Linked DNA regions of Arachis hypogaea: region 2 is linked to region 1. The links are chromatin contacts, called in public Hi-C maps. All regions are on one chromosome and are shown on one strand. The core of a region is the stretch at or near the end of the contact, and the rest is flanking DNA. Distances in the headings are between cores, read along the strand shown. Region 1 holds the start of LOC112710561. Region 2 holds the start of LOC114924432.

Region 1 (6,841 bases), core at 160-2,659:
ACACCAGTCACATTGAATATGGCATGGCGTAAGGTTTACAATGTATATACTTTTGGCTTCTACCAGTATATTCTCTCCTGAGACAAACTTGTGGAGTAAGCGATTAAATTAGTCTTAAAGTTGGCATCATCCAACTTTAAATCTATCCCTAAGGGTCTGTTTGGTTGGGATAAAAATTGGAGTGGAAAATTTCATGCTTGATCTCTGTATTCTTATACATTGATTTATTTATGAAAACTTCTACTCCCTTTTTGCCTCTAACCAAACACACCATAGTTACAAATGCTTCCAACTTTTTAGCTCGGGAAAAGCTGATCAAGTTGGTTCTTAGTATTGACAGTATCAAGGACCTCTTGAGATTTTTGAATTTAGGGGAGGATTTAAAGTTGGTTGGCAACCTTAGTGACTATTTTGTTGCCTTACTCCAATCATGTGTGACGTCCTATGTGCATGGAGGAAACGTGCCATAAGGAATCAAAATAATAATAGGTATGCATATGCTAGTATGACTAAGGTATTCGTATGAAATATATGATACAGTTAAACAATAAAGGATATGGTCAATAAGCTATTTGAGTAGGGACTAAGTATAGAAATTCGAATCCGAGGTTTATTTATTTTCCCATGTAAAATACCTTGATCTGGCATTTTTTTTTTTGTGAATAAAATGTATATGTTGCTATAACTGTATAAGCTTGAATTAAGACGTTTGATTGCTAAGACAGTAGAAATAAAGTACTAATTTGTGTTTCGGGAGGGGTTGTGTTATATATATCTTCACCGTTATATACACCTTTTAGATTTTATTGATATACAAACGAATACAAAAATACTACATGCATATTAAAAATCAGTCATCATATCATGTATTTGTGTTTAAATATATATATGATTGTGTCTAATCTGCATGTAGCTTTTTACATTGGTCAACTAATCCAACATGTGGAATTCATGTACGCATGCTATTTGAGAATATTCTTTTATTGAGCTGTGAAATGATGTCATATCTATATGAAACATATGAATTTTGCTAATAGTTTTGTTCTTGGATAGAAGTAGTACAAAGGAAGCCTTCATATTCAAATAGTTTGGCTCAACCAGTTAGGGTCGTATTTGGGTAACTTTAAGAACTCACACTGTCGGAAATTTATGAATTACAACGGACCACACACCTGCACCTAATTTGGTGTCTTCTCTCAAGATCAATCTAATTATGTTTGACTCTAGCAGGATTACATAGCATATAGGGCCTCTGATCTGCTAATATGTCTAAAGTAATTGATAATCTCAAATAGTCAAATCACATTTATTTTTTAATTTAAATTTTCAGTTCCACATTCCTTCGATGCAATATGGCCTAAAGAAACCCAGAAGAAAGGCCTTGTGATCCACTCGCCATAACATAGAAACATCCTCAGGCCACTTGAGATACAGATAGGTGTTGATATTAAGGAGAAGATATGTTACAAAATCAAACCCATCAGACAGCACAAATTCCCCCTTAACTCTGATTCTGTCACCCTGACTCTTTTAAATTCAGAAAAACAGAAAAAAAACACTCTCTTAAAAAACTGCTTCTACAATAGCAAACTTCTTTTTGGGGTAACCAATTCCAATCATGTGGTTTAAATACGGCTTCCCATCCTTCACAGTAGCTGAAGTTGCCAAGCGATGCATAGGCCCTGAGAATTTCGACACAACAGCAGCAGTTTCCCACCCATCTTTGCTCGCAACTAATCTTCCAGAAGGATTCCCAGCAACTACCAATTTAGTAGGAGACAACAGCGCTAAACCGTCTCCGAAATATAGGGGTCCTCCGGCTACCTTAATCACCTTCACTTCCTCACCTTTTGTCAAATCAATCTTGAACAAGTTGCCACTGAAAGTGTGAATCACAATCAGGAACCCATCTGGGTGGTAAACAATTCCGTTTAGGGCTACGAATTTCTTGTACCATTCTTTTGGGGTGAAGAGAGGGTTTCTTATAATCGTTATGAGGTTCCCTTCCACCCCAACCTTCCATATTTTGCCGGCTTTTGCATCAGTGACATATGCATTGCCTTCTGCATCAACATCAACATCATCGGCAAAAGATTTCTCGTCACCTACATCCAATGTTGGAAATCTGTCATTATTACATGAAAAGCTAAAAAGACAAAAAAGAACATGGATATAGGCATAATTGTACCACAAAATAGCACAGCACTAGCATCGTATAGATGATATGTTGGCATAAAATATGATGATGAATATGATGATGGTATTATTAGTAAGGCTTATGTGTTTGCAAAGTATACTAGTCCATGTGTATTACTCCACATTCACGCTAGATGTACACCATAAATCAGTCATTCATATAAAATATATATTGTAATATAAAATACATATTGAAAATGAATTAAACCAAATATCTCTATGAAAAATGCTTGACAATCGTGGGTGTAATCATATAGATATGTAGTGTTGGCCAAAAGAAACTAGTTCCCTAGAATTTCTGATCTAAAAATTTTGCAATCGCAATACTACCACAAAAAACTAGGTTGAAGCCAACACAACATGAAATATACTCTATGTAGGAGCCAACAAAAGATATAAAAAGGGCATGCAATGAGAAAGACGGAGGTAGGACCTTTCCTTTTCAATATGTTTGCTTGCACATGTTTTCAAATTCCATGATGGATTTATTGAGGTGATATAAGCTGTAACAATCATCCATATGACGACGGAATAGACTACTACATTACACTTGCATAAATGTCGAACGATTTAGACAGCGTTATACACTCTTCATGTCTTAAATCTGATACAAATTCGCGAAATCTTTCCGTTCAATTTTCGTACCTACCATTCTACCAAGGATTAAACCATGGCCAGAAGCAGCAAGCTCAAATTAGTGAACTAAATGGGAAAAGAATACTTTATCTTAACATTTGTTGATTTCGTCAATTTTGACTAAGAATAATTGACAAACATTTGATGTAAAATAAGAATTCTACTTTGTTGGTTTCTAATTCTTTCCCTACAATATTTTTTCATATAATAAAATATTATAAAATATTTTATTTTCAAGTTTTAAAATTTTAAATCCAAAGGAGACCAAAGTAATTACTCTCGTAACAAATTAATTATATATTTATTACTATGACATACATTTAATTATAACCAAAATAACAAAAGAAAGGTAAATTATTTGCAAAATAGCAAAGAGAAAATGCTTGTATGTTAAAGAAAACACATTATTGCACTCACAATCCCCGAAAATTAAAGTTTTTTGCTATACAATTTTTCAAATTTTATACATGAATATGTGACGCAAAACAATTAGACACTAATAAAAAAAATATAATAGTGACATGGTTATATTTAGAATTAAATTTTATAAATAATATAATCAAATTAGATTTACATTCATTACTAATTTATAAGAAATAAAATTAAACTCATTTTATATTTATTATTGTTACCTAGATTACTTTTTTTTATCAATAATAGACTTATCATTGTAATTATATTTTTTTTTAGAAAAAAATAAATTCTTCTCATTGTTGAAGAGAATGAAAAATTCCTTTTAAAAATATTTATTGAGTTATTACACCTTATATACTATGTACTCTTTATATACTCTTACTAAAAAATAATTACAATGGTAAACCTATTATTGATAAAAAAATTAATCTAGATAACAATTATCAAAATATAAATAAATTTATAAATATTTTTTTCTAATTAATTTTTTATATTTATAAAAAGTTTGATTATTTATATAAACCACTTTTTAATATATAATGGTCAATTTTTGTAGTTCATAAATTATTTTTGAAATATTTTTTGAAATATGCATATTTTCCTAGTAAAATAATTGTAAGGAGAAATCTTTTCGATATTATTTTTAGATGAATTCTATAATATTTATAATTTAGTGCTTAATTTTTGTTTAACTTATTTTTATGATAAAGTTTAAATATTTAATAATTATTTATTTTTATATTTTTAAATAATATTAATTTTTAACATATTTTAATATGTCAGGCAAATTTTTGCACCTTATTTTTAACCCTGAGAAAAAAAAAACAATAAAAAGCATCTACTTGAGAATAATCTGCCAGGCATAGCGTGCCAAACGTGTAAATAATTAAATATATTTTTGAGATTGAAAAGATTATAATAAAGACATAAAGATAATAGCAACACAAGCGCAATAGCAACACAAGCGCACATTGAGATAGCATGTTGCTAAAAGAACATATTGAACAATGAATAGTTCAGCTTTATGCAACCTTCTAATTCTAAAGAAGTAAAAAATAAAATAAAATAAAAAAATTTTAATAGCGTAGTTCACTTTATTTAAAATTACTTTTCACCATTTTTGTTTCTTTTGAATTTAAAATAATTTCCCCCGCAAGGATTATTAAATAAACAACTAGTTTAATTTTGCAATAATAAAAATCACAACTGTGTTTTTCTTTCTAGAACTAAATTTTAATTATGATAATTAAATAAATCATTTTTTTTTTCATAAAAAGAAAGGACAGAAACATTTTAAATGAACTGTGTATGCTATGACATGATTTATGAGCGTACGAATACTGAAGGTAGTGCGAATATCGAATACACGAAGCAGTTGAACGAGAAGGGAAGAGCTTACTTGGACCGCTGAGTTGTGTAAGAAAGAGCCTCTGCCACGTGGACAAATCATATGCGGAGAGTGCACTATACCGGTTTCCAAACACATCGGCGTGAACAACGAGAACCCGGTTCCTCTGCGTGTCGACCGAGATTCCAAGGGACGAGTTTCCGGACAAATTCACTTCCATCACCGTCGTCACCTCCTCCAACAGAACCTCCTTCTCCGCCTCTTCCGGCACCCGAACCTCGCCTACACCGCCTTCGAAGAACGAGACTATGAAGCGACGATTAGTTGGGTCCCACTTGGCGCACTCCCTCAGCCACCCTCCAGTGCCGTGGTAGTTGTACACGTGGGTTGACGGTTGGGCTCGTTCGAGGGATACGATGATGCCTAAGGGAATGGCCATCAGGACCACCAGGACGGTGAGGGATTTTAGGGAGAAGAGAGAGGAGAGAGCCATGAGAAACAGAGGGAGAGTTTGGTGGTGGTGGATGTGAGGAGAGGGTGTTCTCGTTCCCGATGAAATATCGAAAATGGTTTTGGGAGATTGCTGAGGTGGTTGTGTGTTGTTTGGAAAAGGGGGAGTGAGTTTGGTGGCAATTGGGTGAAAGGACGGTGCTATTGGAAGTGGTATTCTTGGTCAAAACAAAAAAATTAGAGTATTTAATTTATTCAAATGGGTCCTACAAAATTTTAAAGGAATTTTTTGGTCTTTAACTAAAATTAATCACTCTTAGTCCTCAACGTGTTTTAGTGTGCGTTTGGATTACAGTTTGTAAATTGAAATGTATATAAAATTGATTTTTAAACTTCTTTTTTATAAAAAATAAGTTTATGTTAACGTGATTTATATTTGACAATCTTTATATTAAAATGAATTATAATAAAATAAATGTTGTTTGGATTATACTTACTCAAAATCATTTTTTTAGATGAAAAATTACTAAAAAAATATTAATTTAAATAATTTTTTATATTATCCTATCATTTTATTTTAAATATTTGAATAAATCTTATTACTTCATGTTATAATAAAATTAATATTCACCTACTAAAGTAAAGTAACATATAAAAGTTAATAAAATAAATTTTAATACATAAAAACACTAAAGGGAGTACTATACATTTTATAATGTCAAACCAAAAGAAAATATTCTATAATTTTTTTAATATAGTTAGTATTCTTTAATTTAGTATCATTTTAGATTATAAATTTTTATTATTCATGACTTTTTTGTTACTTATAATTAGTATATAATAAAAACGAAAATAAAGTACGACCAGAAGTATAATAAAAACGAAAAAAATTTCATACAAACATAATATATAATAATTACAGCCAACAACATATATCATATGAACAAAAAAATTACAATAAAAAGTAAATAAAATTTATATGAATAAAACTAAATAAAAATTTTATACACAATATAAATATAGTACAATAAAGGATAGAAAAAAAGAATTTATATAAACAAAAAATAATAAAAATATCATAAAAACAAATTAAAATAAAAAATTATATCAACAATAGGTATCATATGAATAAAAAAATACAATAAAAATAGGTTTAATTACTCTGTTGGTCCCTATAGTTTCGCGAAATTTTCAATTAGGTACCTACACTTTTTTTCCTTTTAATTGGGTCCCTACACCTATTTTTTTTCAATTAGGTCCTTACCGTGACCAAACAGTTAGAGTTAACGGAATATTCCGTTCCTAAGTTAAAGATTCTGTAACTTTATGTGAAATTCCCAATTCTCTTTCACTCGTATTTTTCTGAAATACCATTTTACCTTCCCACACTTAGAAACTGTTCGTTCTCTTCTCTTCTCCCAAACTTAGAGAAGAAACTCGTTCACATTCATTGCTTGCCAACTAGCTCTGCTGCCGAGATCAACTCCACCGGAATATTGCTGGAGGGTAACGCGTCTCCGGCATTGATGAGCAGACATTTTATACGCTTTTTGGGGTAATTTCATATAGTTTTTAGTATATTTTTATTATTTTTTAGGCAAAATTCATATTTCTGGACTTTACTATGAGTTTATGTCTTTTTTTTGTGATTTCAGGTATTTTCTGGCTGAAATTGAGGGAGCTGAGCAAAAATCTGATTCAGGCTGAAAAAGGACTGCTGATGTTGTTGGATTCTGACCTCCCTGCACTCGGAATGGATTTTTTGGAGCTACAAGAGTCCAATTGGAGCGCTCTCAA
Region 2 (6,742 bases), core at 2,312-4,811, 100 kb after region 1:
ATATTAATAATCTACCTATTCTCATATAATATCCATCATTCATCAATTCTCTAAGACTTGAGTTCAATTGACAATCTGGATTATAGTACCATATCTTGATATAACCTTTGTACCCTTACTTCTTCAGCTCACTAACTATTTCTTGCAAACTCTATTCATCGAGCTCAAAATACAAGTCTTCCAACACCCTTCCCCCTAAATACTCTAGACCGTGTTTGTATCCTAAAAATTTTCATCGTGATGTAGAGGTCTATAGTGAAATCCGAATCTCACTTCACTACACCAAAACAAAAGGAAAAAAACATATAAATACTTATTGAAAGCTAGAAAACGCCCAATGTTATAGGCATTTTCAATAACATGCTATTCATCCTATCACTACAATAACAATGAGGAGAACAGATTCATAAATCAACCTCTGTATAACATTTCAACATTTCAAGTTCAAGTTCAACCTCTGCCATATTCTAATCAGATTCATAAATCAAACAACAATAAAATTAACAGAAATAACATCAATACTTCAACTATTAAAAATTAATATAGAATATTAGAATAACTGGAAAAAAACTTACATGTTGACTGTTGTTACAGCGGCAGAATCGAGCAATGTAGTGTAGGCAGCAACACTCGTAGAAGAGAGGTGAGGGAGCGACGAAGGGACGGAGGTGCGACACAGCGAGACGCGAGCACTCCCCAGGAAGCACAGTTGCAAGAAAAGAGACAAGACACGAGCAGTGGAGCACACCAGGCGTTGGGTGCAATGATGGTGGACGAACATAATACAAGGAAGAAGGAGTAAGACCCCTGGCGATGAGCATGCAAGGGATGACGAACAGAGGAGATGCGATGAGATGGCAACATGTGGTGGGTCCAACGGGAGCTCAACGTAGAAGTTAGGGCTATGACAGTGTGAGTATGGGAAAATGACAAGGGTTCTTTTGAATTTTCGAAATATAGAGGTGTTTTCGATTAGAGCTCGTATTTTAATGGTGAGAATATTTGTTTTTTTAACAGAATATTATGTTATATATATATATATATATATATATATATATATATATATATATATATATATATATATTGTATAAAGATTCAATTGAAAAGAAAAAAATATAGAGATTAAATTGAAAATTTGGTAAAATTATAAGAAGCTGTAACGTAATTAAACCGTGTATTTATAATGAGTTTAATTTTGATGTATTAATAGCGTAAAATATTTTATACAGTCCTAAAATTACATCTGTCTTTATGGATGACTATTTATGCAATATTTTTATTAATGTGGTATTACATAATTGAATACATATGTAAAATTATTTTACACTAATAATATATCAAAAATAATATTTTATAATATATTTATATTAAAAATTTATTATTGATAGACAGACACCCGTTAACTAAAAAAATTAAAAAATAAAAAATACTCCCAAAAAAAATAAAATAAAATTATATGCTTTATTTAAAGAATTTTATTAGAACACTTATAAAAATAAAAGTAAAATTTTAGTTTACACTTAGTATACAATAATGGACGAAATAATCATCCAATTATTTAATTAATTAATTTTTGTAATTATTTAAAAATTTAATTTTAATAGACTAATAATGTAAAATAATTTTATACGTGTATTTAATTATGTAACGCTATATTAATAAAAATAACTATCTTTTATATTAACTACATAAATAATCGTTAAGAAAACGGATATAATTGTAATTAAATTCAGTGCATAAAAAATAAAGTCATTATTTTAAATCAAATGGTTCATGGTTAAGATGAAGTAACAAGTACTCAAGCACTCAATATCTCTATGAGAGTACGTGAAATGGAGAGTGGGCAGAGCGGGGGAGAGTCTTCGAGGGTGGCACATAGCGAGGCAGCCGGCCATGCCAGCGGAAGCAATAAAGGGGAGAGCGGAGGGGGGCATGCATTAGGTGAAAAGGATGGGATTAAAGGAGACGGTAACAAGACTCAAAGTCAGCAGATATCTCAGAAATAAAGTTATTGGTGCCTCAGCAAGGAGAGCTTTGGAGGTTGCTGATTCTCTTGATAGGGATAACTTGGCTACAGTAGTTGGTAAGCAAGGCGATTCGGAGATACCAATTGTGACGTTCACTGAAGAAGCAAAAGAGATATTGGCAGAGCCCTACAAAGATGCCATCGTGATCAAAGTTCTTGAAAAAAATTTTAGCTATACAGCGATCACGCACAGGCTTAAAGGCGTCTGGAGAACCAAAGGAGGATATGAGGTACTAGATGTTGGTTTTGGCTATTTCTTAGTCAAATTTGATCTCTTGGAGGATAGAGAGAAAGTTCTTCTTGGAGGACCATGGATGATTACTGGTAGTTATATTGCGGTTAAACCTTGGAGTTCTTCATTTAGACCTTGTGAAAACACTTTTGGGTCTACCATAGTTTGGATAAGAATCACAGGTTTAAACATTAACTATTATCAAGAGAGAGACATGAAAATAATTGCGTCAGCTATAGGCAAACCGATCCACATCGACTTAGCCACCAAGTCTGTAGAGAGGGGAAAGTATGCAAGAGCATGTGTGCAACTTAACTTGGGACTTCCAGTTATAAAAAAATTCAAGTTGATGGTCATATGTATGACTAGAATATGAGCACTTGAATTTAATTTGTGAAAAATGTAGCTGCTTTGGGCATGTAACAGGAGAATGTGCGAAAGAGAACAACAATAGCTTTGGGAAGGAAAGCACGGTGAAGGAAAAAAATTTGCCGTCACTATTTCATGTGGATAACAATGAGAAAACGGTGGAATTAATGGCAAATCAATTCCAATTATGGAGTAGCATGGTGCAGCAGGTCTTGTGCATGATAATTTGCAAGACTCACGCATGGAAAGGGATACTCGTGCAAAAGAGGGTGAATGGGTTACAGTTAGTAGAAAGGGCAAGAAAAAAGTGGGTAAAGGTCCCAATGTGGTGCCAAAAAAAGCCAATGTAGCAATATGCTCCAATTTGGTGAGTAAGAAATTTTCTTTTGGGTCTAATAACATGCATGCTGGATCCTCATCAAATGCAAAGGTGAAGTCCTTATCAAATGTAAAGGTGGGGCCTAAGGAAAAGAAGGATCCTCCATCCACGCTTGGCACTTTGGGAACAACTCAAGGTGGCTTTCAAGGATCAGAGTACTCCCTTTTTTAAAGCAGGACACAAAAGGCAGCGTCCTATTTCGCTTTAAAACTCACCTATTGAAGCATTGTCAATGGATTCTCGAGTACAAAAAGAGCTTAACAAAGTTAGTGCAACAACGAACTTAGAGAACTAACCTCCACAGAAGAATGATGGTTCTGCGGTGCAAATCCACGAGAAGACACTTGGAGACAAGGGTCCATCAACATGAGGTAGAATGATTAAACATTCCAATTATTTAATTTATTTTTTATGGATTGTGACCATTTAAATATTATTAGTTGGAATGTTAGGGGACGTCAAATAAGATGTCTCGGGTGCACTGTAAGGAGTTGGTACGAAAGTTTCAACCAACTTTTTTTTATTTTGGTGGAAACTCATATTGGGTTTGAAACTATGAAAGAATTTTGGGGGAGATTAGGCTATTATCCTGTAGGGATTGTAGATGCTGTTGGATACATGGGAGGAATTTGGTTCCTCTCTGCTAATTTAATTTTTTCTTGTAAAATTCTTTGGGCTATAAATCAATGTATAACTTTGGAAATTGATGGTGGTGGGCGAAGATGGATCTGCAGTGCGGTTTATGGCAGGCCTCAAGCCACTAATAGAGTAGAATTATGGAGTCATCTGCTTGATATTGATTTGTGCATTCAGGACCCGTGGGTGGTGGTTGGGGATTTTAATGATATTTTGAGTGTTCATGAGGTGAAGGGGGGTAATTTCTATTCGAATCGCAGTAATATCTTTGCAAGTACTCTAGATTCTTGTGGTCTTTTTGATCTGACAATCTCTGGAAGACGGTTTACTTGGTTTCGTAAAATTCAAGGAAACAAAGAAATTGCAAAGAGATTGGATAGAGCTTACTGTACTATAGAATGGTGCCTTCTTTTTCCATAATCTTTTGTTGAAGTTCTCAGCCGTTCCCACTCTGATCATTGTCCGCTACTTATCCGATGTCAAGAAGTTCCTATCAAGAAAGGAAACCGGCTTTTTAGATTCCAAGCGGCATGGGCAACGCATCCTGGTTACAAGGCCATTGTTCAGAAATCTTGGGATAGTACAGACTTTGGCATTCATAGGAAGTTGCTGGGGTCCAAGAAGCTTCGTTGGAATTCAACTCTACGGTCTTCGGCAATATTTTTATTAAAAAGAGGGAATTGAAGGGTTATTTGAATCGTATTCAACGAAAAATAGAAGCTGACGATGATCCGATTCTGAAGCATAAAGAGGAAGAATTGAGAGCTGAGTATAATATAGTTTTGGCCCAGGAAGAAATGCTTTGGTACCAGAAGTCAAGAGATCAATGGATTCGGTATGGTGATAGAAATACTAGCTTTTTCCATATGCAAACCATCCTTAGAAGAAAATCTAACAAGGTTCATGGGTTTCTGGTCAGTGATGGGTCTTGGTCTGATGATCCGGAAGTTTTGCAAAGGGAGGTTGTTCATTTCTTCAAAAATATTTTTTGTTCTACTAAGCCTGTTGAGGTTAATTCCATGGGAGAAATTCCTATGCCAGCTCTTAGCTAGGATGCTTGTGATAATTTGTCTAAACCAGTAACAATGTTGGAGGTTAAAGAAGCTCTGGATAATATGAGCTCGTTCAAAGCTCCTGGGCCGGATGGTTTTCAAGTTTTTTACTTCAAGGAATATTGGGATGTAGTGGGTCATGAGGTATGACGTACTGTTCAGAAAGCATTCTTAGGGGAGACATTAAGCCATTCCTTGTTGGAAACTTTGATTGTTCTTATCCCTAAGTGCGGCCCTCCAACTAGATTGAAGGATTTTCGGCCAATAAACCTTTGTAATGTAATTTATAAGCTAGTGACTAAAGTGTTGGTTAATAGATTACGACCATTTTTGGATGAGATTGTTAGCCCAACTCAGGGAGGGTTTATTCATGGTAGAGGAGCACCTGATAATATTATTGTCGCCCAAGAAGTTCTTCACTTTCTTAAGCAGACAAAGTCTAGAAAAGGAGCTATGGCTTTTAAGATTGATTTAGAAAAGGCTTATGATAGAGTTGATTGGAATTTTCTTGAGCACACTCTTGAATCTTTTGGCTTTCCTTCTCAAATTATTCGGCTTGTAATGAATTGTGTTCAGGCCTCAAATCTTTCCATCCTTTGGAATGGGAATAGATTGGACAGCTTCCAACCTCGCAGAGGGCTCAGGCAAGGAGATCCAATTTCTCTTTATTTATTTGTTTTGTGCATGGAGAGATTGGCGTGCTTTATTTCCAAACAAGTTGACGAGGGTATTTAGGATGGTGTGGCTATTTCTAGAGGGGGACCTAGAGTTTCTCACTTAATGTTTGCAGATGATCTCCTCCTTTTTTGTAAAGCGAAGAAAAGTCAAGTTCAGAATATTGTGCACACCTTGGAGTTGTTCTGTAAAGCTTCAGGTATGAAGGTTAACATTGAAAAATCTAAAGTTATTTGTTCTAGAAATATCTCTAATAGAAGGAAGAAAATGTTGTCTGGTGTTTCTCATATTCCCTTTACTAGTGACCTAGGCAAATACTTGGGGTGAACCTTAATCATCCTCGAGCTGCTAGATCTATTTTTTCGGACTCTTTAGAGAAGATCAAGAATAGGCTGGCTAGTTGGAAAGGTCGGCTCCTTAACAGAGCAAGCAGGCTTTGCTTAATTAAATCTGTTGCTTCTTCTCTTCCTATTTATTAGATGCAAGTGACTCTTTTTCCTACTTCGATTTGTCAAAAGATTGATTCTGTACTTAGACAAATCTTGTGGAAGGAAAAGGTGGGGGAGCGTTGCATAAATTTGGTCAAGTGGAGCAAAGTTGTCACTCCAAAAAAATATAGAGGCTTGGGAATTAGAGATACCCAATGTGTAAATTTTGCTTTACTCGGAAAGCTTGTTTGGCAATTACTGCATCATAAAGATAAGCTTTAGGTAAGAATTATGTTGGCAAAATATTTATATGGGAGTTCTTGCTTTTCACCCAATTTTTTTAATAATGTTTCAAGCACTTGGCGGGCAATTTATAAGACAATAGAAAAGCTTCGTGATGGTTTTGATTAGTGTACAGGCATGATGTCTCAATCCTTTTGGTATCATGCTTGGCGACCATATGGAATGCTAGCTCCTTTGGTTCCTTTTGTGCACATTTCTGATTCTCACTTGAAGTTAGAAGATGTCTGACACCATGGGCATTGGCGGTGGGATATTCTTTGCACAATTATTCCAGAAGAAGTTAAACTTGATTTGATGCTCTTTGATCCTATCAAGCAGGCATGAGATAAAACAGGTTGGTTTTGGACAAACTCAAATACTCTCACCTACTCGACTAAAAAAGGGTATGAATGGCTATTGAAGAAGAAATTTGGCTGGAATGATAATGAAAATTGGCTTTGGCTTTGGCGCTTGAGAATACCGGAGAAGATAAAGTGTTTGCTCTGACTTTGCCTCAACAACGGAGTTCCCACAGCTAGTTACCGCTTTCAAAGAGGTCTTGCTACTTCTAAATTTTTGTCAGAGATGTTATCTTGCTCAAGAGGATATTAACCACTGCTTTAGGACTTGCTAAAAAGCTCGTCAGATTTGGATTAGCTTAAA

What was found. Hi-C and Micro-C count contacts between places; a contact is called where the count stands out from the background.
Region 2: a contact with region 1 is called in a Hi-C map of an unstated tissue, with 6 times the contacts expected there. The contact joins the promoter of LOC114924432 here to the enhancer-like site in region 1. A contact is called at or near these places in 2 of 8 Hi-C or Micro-C datasets (leaf and an unstated tissue).

Annotation. Positions count from the first base shown.
Region 1 is chr9:17,670,647-17,677,487 of arahy.Tifrunner.gnm2.J5K5, forward strand. LOC112710560 (histone-lysine N-methyltransferase EZA1) reads left to right here. Exons shown (of 17, transcript XR_003156895.3): 17 at 1-685. LOC112710561 reads right to left here and starts at 5,293. Exons shown (of 2, transcript XM_025762832.3): 1 at 4,646-5,293; 2 at 1,293-2,105. The coding sequence starts at 5,087. The coding sequence ends at 1,564. Within about 2 kb of position 1,410, at least 3 of the 3 cell types and tissues checked have open chromatin away from gene starts, as enhancers often do.
Region 2 is chr9:17,772,230-17,778,971 of arahy.Tifrunner.gnm2.J5K5, forward strand. LOC114924432 reads left to right here and starts at 3,562. Exons shown (of 3, transcript XM_029288988.1): 1 at 3,562-4,030; 2 at 4,083-4,189; 3 at 4,245-4,694. The coding sequence starts at 3,562. The coding sequence ends at 4,694.